Regions from separate parts of the Anas platyrhynchos genome. Here region 1 is linked to region 2. The links are chromatin contacts, called in public Hi-C maps. All regions are on one chromosome and are shown on one strand. The core of a region is the stretch at or near the end of the contact, and the rest is flanking DNA. Distances in the headings are between cores, read along the strand shown. Region 1 overlaps PALMD (palmdelphin). Region 2 holds the start of PALMD (palmdelphin).

Region 1 (2,715 bases), core at 57-2,556, 49 kb before region 2:
AGCATTATGTGCGGGATCTGTGAGGTTATGGGTGGGAGTCATACATGGTCTGGGGAACTGAGCAAGGTCTTTTGGTGGCTATACTGTCATATGTGATGTAGAAGGGTGGGTAGACTGGGGTGCTCAAGAAGGCGGCTAAACATGTAAGTGCTGAATCTGCTGTTTTTGGATTGTTTTGCTGTTACTTAAAAAGGAATGCTTTAAATTTTGGCTTTAAATATGAAGCTTGGAAACCAGCTTTTATATTTACACTTCTTCCTGCTACTCTCTCTTATGCTTAGCTTTTAAAATAACTATTTTTTTTTTTTTTTTTTTTTAATGAATGAAACATTTTCAATCAAAAGTCAAAGCACGTGTACTTAAAACTGAAAGGATATGCTGTGAAGTTCCTGGAGAGGGATGTTTATCTGCTCTGTGTATATGGCAACAACGTATTCCTGATCGTGCATACCTGTCCCCACATCTTCACACTTGGATATACACTGCACTTATGGTCTTGGGTAACTTTACACTACCTTCAAAATACAAGCTTTGATTTGTGTGTGGCAGCTGGCCGAATCTAAAAGTCTGTTAGAGTCCATTGGGTTATGCAATGGGCAAAATAACCCAGATGCATAAAATAGAAGAACAAAGCATTAAGCATTAAGATCCAAAAGGCATGTTGAAGAAAATCTTCGTAGCTTTATTCTGCTTTGAGTAATGAAATTTACTTCCATCTTATAGCTGTTAAATCACCTTTTTCCCCAGCTTTGCCATTCTCATCCTTAGAGCTGAAAAAAAGAAAACAAAACCATTGTACTTTAAGTCTTTCTATTTCTGATGTTAAATGTTTGTATTTAGAATAATGAAGAATACACGTACCTCCAATGGTTAATCCAGCAGAATAAGCATTGTTTTAGTGTTACAGAAAGAAATTAGTAGAAGGCATTAGTTCTAGTAATTTGGCAATAAAGTGAATAATAAGAAATGTACTCCATTATCGCTATTTGAAAATTAGCACAGCTCTCTTATCTGTTTTGTTTCTGTTACCTTCGCTAACACATTACAGACAGATGGTATTGTCCTTGACTAGAAGCTGACAGATTAAAAGGATGCATGAATAATGAAACCTGTTGTTTAAACTAAACTCCTCAGTGGGCACTGTAACTGTTTGGAAGCCTTTTCCTTTTGTTGATGTTCAAAGCAAACTTCTCTCTTCCTGGTGCAGTGAGTCAGGGTGGGAGTTAGTCATATTCCTGAATTAAATGTGACGGAGTAATTCATCTGTATAAACATCAGCATGGATATAGTCTGTAACTGGGTATAAGGTAGGTTCATTTGAAAGTGACAATGCAGGGCAGATGATTAAATGTTAAGGTTATTTTTAGAATAGCAATATAATGCTTTTGTTTGATATGTAAGAGCCTCCCCTCACTAAGCTCTTGATCTGAGAATGCAGTGGGAATAATCTCCAGCCCTCTGACCTGTTAGTTTGAAGACTCACCCAAAATAGCATTTCTTCCCTCCAACATGCATGTTCTGTACTGGGAGACAGGGGGCCAAAGCAGCTGTTTACTTGATATATGCAGGTCAAACAAATGTCCAGTTCAAGTCATGTTTTGAAGATTGTTGCAAATCATAGAAGTATCTGAGTATAACCTTATTATGGGACCACTGATGTTAAGCTTAACTCTTACAAGGACTGTACTGTTTGCAGACCAAGGCATTCTGGTGGATGCAAATCCTGGTTGTGGTTTGAGAGCAATTACTCTGTCATAATCAATAGTCCAGGGATGTGATTTTGTCTTTCACTCTACATTACAGAAACATGTGGCATGTATGTGTTTTCCTTTTCTATTAAATAAACAGTTTTGTTGTACAATACTTTCTTCAGCACAAATTGGGCAAATATTGTTTTCCATTGTTGTGTATCTTCCATTGGTAAAGAAAAAGTCAGCTCATCTAGATGAGCTACCTGCCAAAAGTTGCACTTTCACTTGCCATGATAGTCTATTCTATGCTGTCAATGAGGTTTTTCTGCCTATTCAGATTGTTTTTCCTTTCTTCGTTCATTCCATTATGTCTAGCCTTTGTTATGCGTCCAAGGACTTTATTTTCCCTAGTGAGTATCGAACCTTCAAAATATTTTCATGATTGAAATTTAAAGAAGAAAATAAGCTTAATAACCCTGAATGCTAGGGTGCTAATTACAGCATGGCCATCCCTCTCCTTCTGTATTTCTGAAGGTGTGTGCCATGAGATATTGGTCTCCCACCAGGCTCATAGGGAAATAAAAATTACTCCAGTATGGAAAGAGGTATGTCCTGTGCTTCTGTCAAATTAGGGCTATGCTGAAGTCTCCTAATTTAATCCCATGTTTCTCCATATTGGTTGGGATATGGAACACTTCCTCTGCATCTAAATTGTCTTTATCATCCCTTACTTTTCAGTAACTTGCTCTGGAGTTTCATTTTGCTCTCAAAGCAAGACTGTAACATAATGGACCTCCTTCCTGGTCTGTCTTGTGCTTTCTTCCATTCTGTTCTTTCAAAGAGCCCTCAGTGTCTATTTAATGTTCAAATACTGCCATTGCTTCCCAAGTCTTAGTTTCAGAGAGGATTATTTTTCTTATACGGTTTGTTGCTTTAGTAATGAATGTTGAGATACCAAAATAATTTTCTACTCCCCTCTTTTCACCAGTGGTGTTTATGGTTAACCTGGCAGGCTGAGGCTTGA
Region 2 (2,700 bases), core at 124-2,623:
ACAGGTTGTACAGTTTAATTAGACAGCAAGTGTAGAAGTCTTATAAGATAATGCTAACATCAGTTTCTTTAGCAAATATTGCTGTGTAAGTGTAATTAAAACTAATTTGGGGTTTGACAAAGTACACTGGTAATTAACACTTTGTTTATCAGCTTTGATTTTCTTTCTCATCCTTGCATCTGTTCACCTAGTGTGCTTGGATCTCTTTGTGTAATAATTTCAGTTTTTGTTATGCTGTGTGTGTGGTGTGTTGATTGGTAACAGAACTGAGATTCTACAGGTCTAAGTAGATATAATCCATCATAATCTACAGAGGAACATTCATTAAATTTGTACGTAAACATATTAGGGGAAAAAAACACACATAAACTGTGTGTATTATTTAAATGAAATAATAAACACTAACAGCTATAGTTAAATTAACAACACAGAAAAACACACATGGGAGAAATTAGTTAATTTCTAAACCAGTTTATAATGTATCTGCTTATTTCTATAAAACATATAAATATCTCTAGCACAACTATTAATATTATTTGCCTTCCGCAAAATAGGCAAAAATAACTAAGCATAATTTTCTTCCCTGAGAGACCACACTGTTTCTTCTCTATTTAAGATCACACTCTAATAAAGTTTAATGTCAGACAGAAGCAGGTTTAGAACAGCTGTATGAAATTTAACTCCATTTCAACATTCCCTTGTCCTTTCTTTGTCACCTCTCTTTCCATCCTCTCTCTCCTTGTCTCCCAAAACTGGTTACAGTCATGGTCACACACCCATTTTAAAATTTTAGTTCAGTTCTAACTCTGAAATAAATGTTCATCTATTATGAACTAGCACAAATACATTGAAAGTATTTTAGATAAATCTAAAGTCCTCTGTCCTGTCCTCACACATCTGAAGGTATAAGAACTCAAAATCCAAACTCACACCATAATTGTTGATGTATGAACTAGGAATTAGATTTTTTTAGTAAGAAAGAGAAAAGCAGAATAAAAAGAAGAATCAAAACACTAGGGAAGGGCAGATTTTGATAGTCGTATTTCCTAAGAGCAGTATACAGCCTCAATATGTTTTAAGAAGTTGGGACCTTACCTTTTGTGTCTTTGATGTTCGGAAACAGAAGCATCAGCTTGCATCTTGATGTCACATTTATCGCTACCACGTTACAAACAACAAAATGGTAGAAGACTGAAAGAACTACAGGCTGGGGTGATAAATCCGTTTGATGCTGTCTTCCTGTGTTTTATTTATGCACACTTCCAGGTGAAGTATGACCTTCTTCTGTGGAATTAAGAAAAGCAGATGGAAAAATATATTTTAGAAATCCCTGTGCTGGGTCTAAGAAATACTTGCTGAAGATATTTCCTCTAACAAGTCAGTTTATTATCTAAGAGACCTTGTTGAGTTCCTTGCCCGTTATAGTCTAGTAAATATTTAACTCACTATATGAGACTTGGGTATGCATGATTTGTAAGTGGGTGTAGCTCTTACTTTGGCATTTATTATGGCCCTTTGTTCTAGACAAATCCTAGCTAAATTAGTGGGTGAGGTAAAGATGATGATGACTTACTGTAGTTGCTGGACTGATAAAATTGCTAGGCAGATGATAAAGGTTGCTTTGAACATAAATGATAAACTTTTATATCATAAATTATTTAAAAATGTAATAAACATGTTGAAAGTCTGCAGGAAAAATCACAGCAAATCCATTCTAATATTGAACTTCCGTGATCAAGAACGCTAAATTTTCTTGCAGATAGGATGAATATGCTACACTGGATGTGGAAACAATATATGTTTCGTTTCATGCGAAGTTGCTCTAAAGACATATTAAAGATAAGTTTCTTAGACTGGAAAATCAGGAGAAGCTGCTTCTCTAAACAGATATGTCAGAAACAAAGAGATAAGGAAGCAGGCTGCTTGGGAACTGCTCAGAAAGGAGAGCGGCCTCTGCTACCTGCAGTAGAAGTTTCAGGGGCAGCAAGTCTGCAGTGTAAAGTTCTGAACTCCAGAGAAAGACAGGGTCTTTTTAATTTTTTCCATATTCTTCTTAATTTGTGTTCCCATCATTTAGATAAGTAAACTTAGATGACATGGAAAATATAATGTTGTAGCTGTTCTTTCTACATTTGGTTAAGGTAAACTTATGAAAATCTGATGTTTCTCATGTATATATTGCTCCAGTTATTTGTCTTCAGGAGATGATAATAAAAAAAAGTTAAAGACTAGTGAGGAAATAATTTTAAAGGAGACTAAAAAATACATATATATTCACAGAACCTTGCATATCAACTGCTGTATGCAAGATTAGCATCTTTAGGTTGCACGGGAACCCCAGTGCTATTTTCAGAGCGCATCCTTTAGGAAGGCTTGTTCACGTTACAGCCTTCCCAGACTGCCTGTGGTGCATCTGGCTGTAGCGTGGCTTTTATCTGGGTAAAATCGCTTTCGAGTGTCTCGCTTCCGAGGTCTGGTGAGGTGAAGTCTCCCTCTCGCGGGCTGCCGCCGGCATTGCGGCCTTGGTGGCGGGGCCCCTGCCCCGGGGGGCGCCTTGCGGGCAGCCGGCTGGGCTGCTGAACGCCCCCGCGGCAGCTTGTAGGGCAAGCTGAGCCCTAATTCGCTGCAAACTTTGTGCTTCTTGCTTGGACAGAAGCAGTACTGCTTATTTTTGAGTATTTTTCTCTTACATCTGTTTTG

Evidence for each region. Hi-C and Micro-C count contacts between places; a contact is called where the count stands out from the background.
Region 1: a contact with region 2 is called in a Hi-C map of F1 follicle, with 3 times the contacts expected there. The contact joins the enhancer-like site here to the promoter of PALMD in region 2. A contact is called at or near these places in 5 of 8 Hi-C or Micro-C datasets (F1 follicle, liver, skeletal muscle and 1 more).

The regions. Positions count from the first base shown.
Region 1 is chr8:10,423,367-10,426,081 of IASCAAS_PekinDuck_T2T, reverse strand. It overlaps PALMD (palmdelphin), which reads right to left. Exons shown (of 9, transcript XM_005018733.6): 9 at 1-770. The coding sequence ends at 727. Among named protein-coding and RNA genes, the nearest start is that of PLPPR5, 31 kb to the right of the region's middle. Within about 2 kb of position 1,306, at least 1 of the 8 cell types and tissues checked has an H3K27ac peak or open chromatin away from gene starts, as enhancers often do.
Region 2 is chr8:10,374,521-10,377,220 of IASCAAS_PekinDuck_T2T, reverse strand. It overlaps PALMD (palmdelphin), which reads right to left and starts at 1,373. Exons shown (of 9, transcript XM_005018733.6): 1 at 1,096-1,373. The coding sequence starts at 1,139. The region is part of intron 2 of PLPPR5 (phospholipid phosphatase related 5); the gene reads left to right.